Linked DNA regions of Sus scrofa: all the other regions are linked to region 1. A link is a contact called in public Hi-C data. All regions are on one chromosome and are shown on one strand. Each heading gives the region's core, a stretch centred on a gene start, on an enhancer-like site or on the middle of the called end of the contact. The rest is flanking DNA. Distances are from core to core; before and after follow the strand shown.

Evidence for each region. Hi-C and Micro-C count contacts between places; a contact is called where the count stands out from the background.
Region 2: a contact with region 1 is called in a Hi-C map of skeletal muscle, with 5 times the contacts expected there. The contact joins the promoter of SPICE1 here to the promoter of NAA50 in region 1. A contact is called at or near these places in 2 of 47 Hi-C or Micro-C datasets (both in skeletal muscle) and 2 of 2 datasets of contacts at active chromatin or transcription factors (alveolar macrophages and skeletal muscle).
Region 3: a Hi-C map of liver shows a contact between it and region 1, with 4 times the contacts expected there. The contact joins the promoter of ZDHHC23 here to the promoter of NAA50 in region 1. A contact is called at or near these places in 2 of 5 promoter capture datasets (fetal liver and liver), 4 of 47 Hi-C or Micro-C datasets (alveolar macrophages, heart right ventricle, liver and 1 more) and 1 of 2 datasets of contacts at active chromatin or transcription factors (alveolar macrophages).

The regions. Positions count from the first base shown.
Region 1 is chr13:146,190,978-146,194,923 of Sscrofa11.1, forward strand. It overlaps NAA50 (N(alpha)-acetyltransferase 50, NatE catalytic subunit), which reads left to right and starts at 2,241. Exons shown (of 5, transcript NM_001244807.1): 1 at 2,241-2,542. The coding sequence starts at 2,535.
Region 2 is chr13:146,408,999-146,412,944 of Sscrofa11.1, forward strand. SPICE1 (spindle and centriole-associated protein 1) reads left to right here and starts at 2,282. Exons shown (of 18, transcript XM_021070358.1): 1 at 2,282-2,387.
Region 3 is chr13:145,995,493-145,999,438 of Sscrofa11.1, forward strand. It overlaps ZDHHC23 (palmitoyltransferase ZDHHC23), which reads right to left and starts at 2,107. Exons shown (of 6, transcript XM_013982434.2): 1 at 1,852-2,107; 2 at 1,274-1,456; 3 at 497-770. The coding sequence starts at 657. GRAMD1C (GRAM domain-containing protein 1C) reads right to left here. Exons shown (of 18, transcript XM_003132665.6): 18 at 2,246-3,899. The coding sequence ends at 3,819.

The DNA.
Region 1 (3,946 bases), core at 991-3,490:
TTTCTGTATTTTCACAAAATACTATCCATCAAAATCTGAAAAAGTCACCTAGAGTTTTAAAAATAGGGAAAGCTGGAGTTCCCGTCGTGGTGCAGTGGTTAACGAATCCGACTGGGAACCATGAGGTTGCGGGTTCGGTCCCTGCTCTTGCTCAGTGGGTTAACGATCCGGCGTTGCCGTGAGCTGTGGTGTAGGTTGCAGACACCGCTGGGATCTGGCGTTGCTGTGGCTCTGGCAAAGGCCGGTGGCTACAGCTCCGATTCGACCCCTAGCCTGGGAACCTCCATATGCCGTGGGAGCGGCCCAAAGAAATAGCAAAAAGACAAAAAAAAAAAGTAAAAAAATAAATAAATAAATTAAAATAGGGAAAGCTAAGGAGGGACACAAATGCTACCTAATATAAATTTACCACTAGTCAAAGGAGTGGTGATTAAGTAGGATTTTAGGGGAAAATGGAAAGAGGACCTCAAAGGCAGAAACCATCTTGACTTAACCTCTTTACCTTTAAGTTTATGGTCAAATACATTTGGTTTTAATCTTTCTAGCCCAGTCAGTTTCTGAATTACTTCCTTTCCTGGGAAATCACGTTTCCTAAAGCTAGCCTGGGTATCCGCAGACCATGATCCCGGCAACACCATCTTTCAACATCTCCCCATTCAATCGAGACTGTAGCATTATCAGCACTTTCTGTTTTGAACCTAGTATATATTTATTCTTTCAACTGTCCTTTCCCTTTCTGCACTGTAACATCAGAGAAGAGAAAGGTAAAAGGCCACCTTTTACCTTTCCAGACCCATTCAACGCTTGCAAACATCTTTAAAACAACCCTTGCAGGGATGTCAGATAAAAACTCAATTACAGAGAATGCACATTTGGAAGCAAGCTTTACAGTGACTCCGCAATGAGGGCCACATTGGTGACATTCTCTCCCAAGCCTGTCTCGCAGGAGACGCCTCTGCCTCCAGGGTTTGTCCTACCTCCCGCTCCCCAGCCTAGGGCTGAATGTAAAGACCATGCAAGGCCTCTGCCAAAGAATGGGTTTTGGGGATTCAGACCTGGAGACTACTGCAGACACCGAGGAATGCCTGAACCAATCCCAATACCCGAAGCCCCGAAGAGTCCGAATGGGTAACCACAATGGCCGCACTCACCCCCAACCGTGGGAAAGGTGGACGTCCCAACCCCTAGGTTGCAGGGGCGACCACAGTGGGGGAGCAAGGGTCAAGATAACTGGAGAAATAAGCTCCTCGCCAATGCAGGATGACAGCGAGGAGGAAGCCCTGAAAAGGAGAAGCCACCATGCACACGCTGCTTTCTCTTCCTCCTCCCACTCCTTCTAGCCCCACCAGCCGCCGGTTACCGGTCGCCGCTCACCTGCCCGGGCGCGAGGTGCAAAAAGTGTACCGACACCGACCGACCCAGAGGCTCTGTCACTGTGGGAGGGGAAGTCTTCAGCTGCAGAGAAGGGGGCGGGCCTAGAGTCACGTGACCTCGAGCTCCGCCCAGTCCTCCCTAGCCAGGCTCACTGCATCTCGTGGGCCTGTATTTTTTCGGATCGTTTGAACAGTAATTTTCTTGCCATTAGATGTTAGGGAAAAACGAAAGTGTTCACAAAGATTATGTTTGTAAAGTACAACGGAGAAGACGTGGGTGGAACGGGTTAAAGTGCATTGCTAAGGAAGTGACGTTCACCGCCGAGGTCTAAGGACCGGAAATGGCGATGGAGTTCCGTTCTCCTGGGGCCCGCAGGTAGAATCACAGGCTTGAGGGTTTGGGGTAGTCACGTGACATGAAAACTTGAAACATGCTGGACGCAAGCCAAGTTATCCAGCCAATTATCAATTACAATTATTTGTCTTAAAAGCACCTCATCTAAGTATTCCATAAGCTTCTTTACATTAAGAAGAACCAGTTTTATAAAATATTAGGAGACAGGCCCGTCTGAAGTTCATACTGGAGACTATCAACTGGAAAGAACAGAGGAAGAAGACTGATCTATTTGAAGTGGAAGAGGAAAGGGAGGGGTGGAAAAAATCTGGATTTTACCGCCAGGGCCGACCCAGCAAGCCCCACAAGTTGTGTTGCAAGGGACAGGAGGAGAAGGATGACGCCAGAAGGCGGAACCCAGTAAAAGATGGAGGTTCTGAAGTGGAGGGGGAAGGGTACGGAAAGATCTGAAGTGCGCCTGCGCGCGAGACGGCCGACGCGCCGGCGCGCAGAGGGGGCGGGGTGAAAGGTCACAGCGCGGCGGCGAGTCTGGCTGGCGGCGGCGGCAGGAGGGAGGCGACTGCTCCGTGTGCACGTGTGGAGAAGTGGCGGCACCGGCACGGCGGCAGGACGCACCGCCGCCCCCTCTGGAGACGCAGGGCTGCGCTCGAATCTCGCGGCCTCCGTCAACAGCTCAGCTCCCTGCCCTAGGCGAGGAGGTCGGCTTGTGGGGTTGAGTGGCCCGAGCTGAGGGCGCGGAGAGCTCAGGGCGGCGACGACAACGGCGTTGATATCGGTGGTAACAACGGCCTCAGCAGGCGGGGAAGATGAAAGGGTGAGGAAGGGCAGCCAGACAGGGCCCGACCGGCGGGAGAGAGGGGCTGCGAAGGAAGTGAGAGATTCTGGGCCAGGACCTGGCGGAGGGAGGTTTGTGGGATTCTCTGCTCACGGAGGGGGCGGAGGCTCGGCGCGGGCTGTTGGCGGGCTGAAGGGCCAGCAGAAGCAAAACCCGGGGAACCCAGAATTTGGGCCCAGAGGACGAATGTGGGTTAAGTGGAAACCAGATCTTGCTGGGGCAGAGGGGACGAGCTCTTGTGAGGCGCCTGTGGCCTCCTGTCTGGGAGCGGACGGCATAGCCACCCCCGGCCCGCGACTCGAGTGGAGTGGTCTGGTTGTCCTCATCAGATCCAGGCTCCACACTGAGAACTGTGGTCTTTGACATCTTTCGGGCTTATTTGTACTTGGAAGCGATGCAGAAGCTTCTGGAAGGAGAAGGAATTTAAATAAAAAGCATGGAGATGAGTATTAAAAGCTAGTGACTCAACTGGATTTGGGTTGGGTCAGAGCGAGTGGAGGAGGGGGAGAGCGCGAGCACTGTAGACTTGGGGTGCCAGAATGTTCAAGGAAGTATTGTTGATCAGTAGGTGGAGCTATTGCTGCAGGAGTTTACTCTTGCCCCAGTGCCTTGAGGGGGGTCCTTGGAAGCTTTCTTCAGGTGCTTGGCAAAGTTAATATACTTTCACAGTCTCCCTCTTGGATAAAGTAAAGGATGGTTTCTCTTCGACTATTTCTATTTGAATAAGCTGTCACCTTACTCTATTAAATTGCTTATTGTTGAAGTATTCATTACATAACACGGTGTTTTAAAATAGTGACCAAGCTGTTTTGCCTTTACCCTCCTTAGAGAAAGAAATGAAATCTTAGCAATATTAAAACCTTTCTGAGATGCCTGAGTTTTTTCTGTTATAGCAAGTCAGTTAAAGAACTGTGTTTTGGGTTAAGGAACCTTTCAAATTATTCAGCACCCCTTTTGAGGATGAAATAAAAGTCAGCGTTCAGAGTCATACTGTCTAAAACAAGGGTGTAAATATTTCTTCGGTGTATATATGTGTTTGAGGTCGCAGAAGAGGTCCAAGAAAGTTAAATTTGACCCAAGGATTGTAATGTGATTCCTTACTCTGATTTTACTTTAAATATTGTGATGTCGAATTGCATGTTTGGGGTTAAAGTTTAGAAATCATGAAAATTTCACAGTACCTGCATTATTTCTCATCAGGTTCTGAAGTGTTCCAATTAGGATACTGATTGAGAGATATTGGAAGCATGTGCTGCACTTGAATCATGATTTAGAAGTTTGGCTATTTTATGTATGATCCAGTACAACTTGGCGAGATTTTTCCTTTTTTCCCGAGTATAGATACTGTCTGTACCACTCAATACTTATTTGTATTTGTTAAAG
Region 2 (3,946 bases), core at 1,032-3,531, 220 kb after region 1:
CTTTTTATAGATATCATCTTTTAGCTATAATTCTTTTTTTATAATGATTTTTATTCCATTATAGCTGGTTTACAGTGTTCTGTCAATTTTTTACTGTACAGCATGGTGATCCAGTTATACATCATGTATACATTATATTTTCTCACATTATCATGCTCCATCATAAGTGACCACACATAATTCCCAGTGCTAAACAGCAGGATCTCATTTCTTTTAGCTATAATTCTTATTACATTAGTGATAGCTTTAGGGATTTTAGCATACATTTTTAACTTATCACATTCTACCTTCAAGTAATTTTGTAACACATCAGGAATAATATAGAGCTTTACAATAATATACTTCCTCTGGTCTTTATGTTATTATAGTCATGCATTTTACTTTTACAAATATTATAAACCTCACAATACATTTTTATTATACTTAAGTATTCAGTTATCTTTTAAGAGATTTAAATAATAAGAAAGATAATGTAAACATTTATTCCTGTAGTTACTTCCAGTGCTTTTCAATGTGTAGATCCAGATTTCCATCTGGTATCAGTTCCTTCTGCTTGAAGTACCTGCTTTAACATTTCTCACAGTGGAGGGTCTGCTGATGATAAATTCTATGAGTTAAGTGTGGAAGCATCTTTATTACATCTTCATTTTTTGGGGGGGCTGCACGTGAGGCATATTTGGGGTCAAATTGTTCTGACTTGCAAAGTTTTTAATGAGAGATATGATGTTATTCTTACTTCTGTTCCTCTGTAATGTTTTCTTTCCATGGACACCTTTAAGATTTTTTTTCTTTATCACTAGTTTTCACCAATTTGATTATTATGTACCTTGATGTCATGTTCTCCATGTTTCTTGTGTTTGGATTTTTTTTGCGCTTCTGGAAGGCAGGCTTATGGGTAAAAATGTGATAGCAAGATTGAATTAGTCATGGGAGTTTATGAAAGTCTTCTTCATATTGCTTCATTATTGTCAGTGAAATAGGGAGCAAAGTCACTGGCTAAAACTGAGGACTGAGGAAAAGACGTTGAACATGAGAGAAAGTATAAAGTTGTTATCTAGGAGGGTAGGGTAATTAATGGAGCAGGGAACTTCAATCATCTTTAAAGGGCCACTTAAAATTAGTAATCATGAATATAAAGTCAGCATGATTGAGTGTTTTTCTTCTTCCAGTTTCCACTGCAAGGGTGCAGGAATTTAGTAAATACAATATTGAGACAGCCAGGATTGTGATTTTGCCAAGTTTATAGTAACTCAAGAGAGGGGCAGGGAGTTGAGGATGTATGCAGGGGATGATTATATTGATTGACCATTGAATATAACTACATCAAACTTCCTCAACCAGAATGGAAACTATTAGAAGGCAGTTCCTTGCATCTAGAAGGTGCTGAATATGTATTTGATGATCCATGTATGGGTATATCTTAACGGTAGAAAACCAGGAGTTAAAGGAGGTTGTGTTATTGAGTAAATTAACTGTTTTCCAATGAACTTTTTAAAATTTTTAAGATGAGCTGCACGATTTGCCTGTCTTGGCTTCATCCAATTAGGGCAGCCTTCGTTTTACCAAGTTCCCACTGCTCTCTCAACTCCAGACATACTGGACTTCTTCCATTCCCTTGCACTTTCCACAACCTTTGCATATTTAGCTCTCTCTGCAGGAATTCTCTAGCCTTTCCTCTTGCTTTTCAGCTTTTCTAGTAATTCAAATAGTCCCCTAAGTTTAGTATCTAGTTAGTATGCCCAATTCTTAGCACTTGTCACAGTTTTTTTTTTTTATATTTTTTTAATTTTCCCACTGTACAGCAAGGGGGTCAGGTTATCCTTACATGTATACATTACAATTACATTTTTTCCCCCACCCTGTCTTCTGTTGCGCACAGTTTTAATTTTACATTTGTATTGTTGATAGCTATTTGCTATTATACAATAAGCTCCCTGAGGACAGGGACTTTGCCAGTTTTTAGACCCCACTGGACACAACGTATTTCCTTGTACATTGGTATATGTTAATAAACATTTTTGAATAAATAGAAGTGAAAGCAAGTAAGTGTGATAAATGAAGCTTGGTGTAGAGCTTTCTTTTGGAGAATTCACAAGACCTGGCTAACGCTACATACCTACCCTCCAAATCTTTGCCCAGAACCCTGCACAAGGTGCAGAGTGCCAAGGCAGAATACACAAGAGCCTTTTAATCCCGCAGTGCAAACCAGGCTTCGAGAGGCGCCTGCGCACTAGCCTTGCCGGATATACGCACGGGAATGGGGGCGGGGCTCTGGTAACCTAGGCAACATCCCGGAAGCGGCGGGCTACGTTAACTTGTGGCGGGCCGGGAGATTCTGGAGGCCGAAGTTTTAGTCGTGGTGGAGGCAGCAGTCGGGAAACGGCAAGGCAGGTTGAGAAGACGGGGAGGAGGCCTGCAGCCCACGGCCCCACAGAGTCTTAGGGACCGGGGTTACAGGGCGGGGAACGGTGCCGGCGTCTTTCTTTCTGTTGCCTGCAGACCCAGGCGCCCGAGTTGAGGATCCTTGTTACAGAAAGCGCACCCACGACCCCATGTGTTTTGCGAGTGTCTGTGCGTGTCAGGAAGTGTGTTTGGGTGTGTTTGTGTCTAGAGCGCTCCCTCTAGGAGCATCCTGAGCGTGCGCGTGCGCACCGCTTTCGGTCATTTCTGCACAATCGGGGTGCCCTAATGTAGTTTTCTAGGAATTTCCTGTCTAGCAGAAGAGAAACAAACTCTCCACTGTACTTGGGGATAGGGAGGGTAATTTTAAGTCAATCTGATGGTTAGGAAAGTGTTTATCAGGAGAGACCACTTGAGTGAATTTTGAGGAGTGAGAGTGTGACAAGTGTACCAAGCAGAGCGTAAGGAACGGCAGAACTGTATATGAAGGCTAGAGCTTTGTTCTAGGCTGTGTGGTAGATGTGAGAGGAGAAAAGACTGGAAAGACAGGCCATCCAGGCCACAGGGTGCAGGGAGAGGCTCTGAGTGCTAAACTGGCTTGGATTTTTCTCTGTAGGGGAGACCCAACCATCAAATCAACTTAAATGACCCTCCCTGTCCCCAAGTACCTTGGAGTTTTTTTTCTCTTCTGCTAGACGGGAAATTCCTTGAAACATTAGGGGACCCCAATTACTAGTTCTGAGCCAAGTCAGCAGTGTTGAGAGCTAAACTCTATTCCGTAACTCTGGTAGGATTGATTGAAGTGACAGTGTTTGGAAAGTGGTCTTGTTCCCCTTTGATAAGTTTTCCACTAGCCAGAGTGGGTTTCCTGAATCTGGTCATAACTGGCCTTGCTCAAAAGTGGGGAGCAGGTGGGGAGTTCCCCTTGTGGCTCAGTGCTACTTACCCAACTAGTTCTATTCCTGGCCTCACCCAGTGGGTTAAGGATGGGAGGTTGCCCTTGAGCTGTGGTTTAGGTCACAGATGCAGCTTGAATCCCATGTTGTGGCACAGGCCTAGCCTGGGAACTTCATATGTCCAGGTACAGCCCTTAAAAAAGGAAAAAATCCTTCAGTGGCTTCCTATAGGTCTTTAGGATAGTGTTCAAATTGCTTTGGCTCACTAGGCTAAGATCTTTTTTATTCTCTTTATAGCCTCTTCCCCTCTCAAATCTTTGTTAGTCAAACCTTTGTAAATATCTTTCTGCCCACCTGGAGCATTCTTTCCCCAACTTCTAAGTTTTTTTGTTCTTAGTTTCACTCTTAAGCATTTTTTGGGGAATCAGAGGGAGGAGGTGGCCTTTTCTCACTGTGTAGAGTAAGTTAAGTATTTCTATGGCACTAGATTTATTTCCTATGTTAGCCTTTTACTGCAATTACTTATTTATTTTATATTTTTATTTTTTATTTTATTTTTATTTTTTTGTCTTTTTGCCATCTCTTGGGCCACACCCGAGGCATATGGAGGTTCCTAGGCTAGGGGTCAAATCGGAGCTGTAGCCGCCGGC
Region 3 (3,946 bases), core at 857-3,356, 200 kb before region 1:
TCTGGAAAAAAGATGTAAGACCAGTTCTAACAGCAGGCAAATGATCTTTCAACCCTCAAGGCCCTTTGTGGTCAAGTGCAATCAGGTCCAAGGTGTCAGTCTCTGAATGCTCAGACCACTGAGAATGTGGGGACTCTCTGGTACTAACGTGTTCATTTTAAACTTACAGATCCTGCTGGCCTGCGTTTCATTTTTTTTATACATTTAACTTGCCTCCGAATCCCTTTATCTGCCTATTCTCTCCATCACCTTCTCCCTCTAAATGAAAAATAATAATGTCCTAGTAAACTGAGCTGGACAGTTGTGCACTACTAAGTAATAACTCATCTTTAAAAAATCCTTACCCTTGACAAGAGAAGACAACTTTCAATTGTAGGTAAGTGGAAAGAAAATGAAGAGCAAATGCCAGGGTTCCGGATGGCTAAACTGGAAAGTATACAGTGGTGGTTTTCAAAAGGGCCTGTGGGGTCAGCCTCAAGAAACACTCTCCTCTTACCTGTCACACCCTTCATCCAGATCTTGGCAATCACACAAACAAGCTGCCACGTGGTTTTTTTCCCCATTTCGATCTATGTACTCGCAGCAGCACAGGGGCTCCAATTCAGGTTCTTCCGCTTTGTTTTTCTTCACCGGCTTCATGGTGCCCTTGTGTGTCATGATTTACACCTGTCACCATGAGGCATAAGAAGCCCTCAGAAGGTAAAGGTGGAAAGAACACAACTCACATCTTGTAAACATATCCACGCCTGCCTCTGATTAACCGCCAACGCCTGAGAAATCAAAAATGAAAAGAAAGAGGGGGAGGAGGGTTCCCTTTTCATAAGCTTTTCTGGCTCGGCTTAGCCAGAATGAGCTCTAGGGTTCCAGGGGCTCCTAGCCGCCTTCACCGCCGGGTCCCCAGCCAGGGCAGGCGCCGCCTGGCCACCAGCCGTTCCCATGGCGACAGCCGACTACGCGGCCCGGGACAGCCGGGGCGCGGGTGGCTCCGCTCACCTGCGGGTGCGGGCTGGGAGGGCCAAGCGGTCCCCGCCCGAAACCTGGGCTTGGTAAGGAAATACCCTCAGGTGTACCCGTTGGGGCTGGCCGACGCCTACGACTACTGGGGCCAGCGACCCAGCTCTGGAGGAGCCACTGAGCGCCCGGGCAGCGCTCGGAGTAGCCGTCCACTCCCGCTTCCCCGCCGAGAGCTGGGCGCGCCTCTCCCGCCCCCGCCAATCGTGGGCGGGCCAGGAACGCCGCCCCGCCCGGAGAATGACCTTGGGAGGGAAGTTACCTGCGCTCCGGGGCTGAGGTGCAGCTGCAGCCAAAGAGGCCGAGGCGGAGAGGAAAAAGGTCGGCTCCTCCGCAGGCGCGGACCCGCTTCCTGACCTCTGCTCCACGGGGTTCCCGGCGTAAAGGCTGGAGTCTCGGGGACTCCGGCTCCCGTCTCCGCCGCACCCTCTCCGCCGCCGCCCACCTGTGACCAAAGCCGGCAGCTGCCAGAGCTGTGCGCGCGACTCCTCGTGGCGTCCCCGCCGTCCCCCCGGCTAGCCCGGCTCGGTGCTGCAAGTCCGCGCGCTTCCGGGTGCCCCGCCCCCGGCGCCGGGGATCCCCGCCCGCGCGCACGTGCGGAGCCCCCCGGCGAGGCCCCTCCCCCGGCCCTGCAGCCTGGAGGAGCTGAGGAGGGAAGGACGGGTTCAGTAAGCGGGTCCCGGGGGCTGGGCGCCGGGCTGGCCCGCACCTCCGCCCCGCCCCGCCCCCGACGCAACTCCCCGACCCCGCCCGGCTTCGTGGTGCCTGCGGGCGGCGCGTGGGCGGGGCAGCCTCCCAAGCTTTGGGGTCCGGAGACGCCAGGACGGAAATACGAGAAACCTGGAATCCGAAGGCTTTCCTAAGTACGTGAGACCCGTGGGTTAGCCGGTCTCCCTTCAGGCGCTAGCAACAGGCGTCGGGGGAGATCTCCACCGCAAAATGTTACTGACGTACCGCCCCCAAATTCGCTAACCTTCTCTTAAAGGCCCATCACTTACCCTGATCTGTTAATTATCCAACTTGTTCATTTATTTTAGTGATTAGACCAGCAGGCCTGTCTAGTACTTTTGTTCCAGCCGGCTGAGTTTAAAATGAAACTGTCCTAAGATGACAGTGCTCCTTGGGTTTTATTTTCGAACAAAAATTTTTAAAAGAGTGTAGGCCCATGTATATGTTTTCACCAAAATAGCTTTCTAGTTTGGGGAAGGTGTAATAGAAAAAGAAGAAAAACAACTCAAGAGATTTTGGATTTTACTGATACTCAATTTGCAAAGGCTCAAATACAATTAATTGAACATTTACATTTAGTTGTAAATTATAAGCAACTTACTTTGGTAATTTCCTTTGAGGTATTTTATGAAGCACAAGTTCTAAAGAAAACATCACAAAAATATTCAGTTTGTCACTGATCATTTTTGTGAATTTAACAGAGAACAAGTTTTCAAGTTTACAATCCAGTCACTCTTACTCACAGCCACACTTCATAAATCCTTATCAAAAACCCTCCAGGTAGGTACACTGGTTAAATGGTTAACTGGGATTCACCCAGAGAATTGAGTCAATAAAACTTCATTCTCTACAGGCATCTCAAGAATGACTTCAACAATCTCATGTGGCTTGGGTGACTCCGGGCAAAAAAAGAAACATTTAACTAAGGACAATTGTTATTTAAACAGTAAGAATATATACAAATTATTCCGCACTGTCCTCTTCTTATTTCAGAGACATCATCTGTATTGAGACACATATGCCTAAAAACTTTTTATGAAAGAGCCAAAGCTAGAACCTTACAATGTGGCAGTGCACTTGTATTGGGAGGTAATGCTCCCAGAGTCTATTAAAGAGCTAAAGTTTGTGTCTGGCTTGAAACTTATTAAAGGCACACACGTGAATGAATAAATGAAGCTATATGTGGCTACTAAAAAGTGATCCACAGATGATTTTCAACCAGATGGCTCATTCCACCATGAAAGTTTGCTAAGCTAAAGCCAAGCTTAGTTCAAGTATTCATTTGATCTGTCACTAAATGCCCAGATTTTAACATAATCTTCTAGTTTTTAAAGCTCAGAGCATGGTTCTTGGTTTTGAGAGTAGCCTACTTGTTTCCTTTTCCAAAGTTGACTCTTCTGACATTTGATGTATGAAGGAGCGAGGTAATCTCACCTCTGATAGCTTGAAGAAGAAACACCTATTTCTTTCATAAAATGCAACATTCAAATAAGAATCATCAACATGCAAAAAGGCTTGACTATTGAGTTTGCATGCTCAAGAAATGAAAACATTATAATATTTACAGTACACAACCCTATAAATGTTATAATATATTCCTGAAAACTGATCCTTCAAAGTTAGTAATGATTTTGAGGTTTCTTTTTATATTGTCTTCTTTATCCTCTTGAATGTATCTCACCTGTGAAAGCAGCCTATTGGATGCATACCAATTCTGTGCTAACAGATGAAGCACCAAACTTCAAACCTCACTGTGAAAACGAGGCCATACCACTCAGTTCAGAATGTCTCATTTTCTTTTTGTATCACAGAAATTCAAATCCACAATGTATTTCATGCTTCACTGGAGAAATTCACAGCTTAGAATTATGTATAGGAAATGAAAGGATAGATTCTTAAGGCCATTGGAGACTAATTCTCAAATAGGCGTTATTAAAAAGAATGTTTATATTACAAGTATGAATAATAAGAAAACGTGGAAATGTTCCTATGATAATTCAAAACCTTCATCCTCTGGTTTACTTCAAGATGTTTTCTTTTGGTTCCAAGTACCTCTACAATTTCCATCTTTAAGATCACTAGCTTTCGACAGCCATGTTGGTCTTGTTCTTATTTAGTAGATCAAAGGTTCTCTGAAGCATAATGAGTGAGTTCTTCAACTGCAAAGAAAATTTTTCAAAATCAAATTGTTTCAATTTTTCTGATT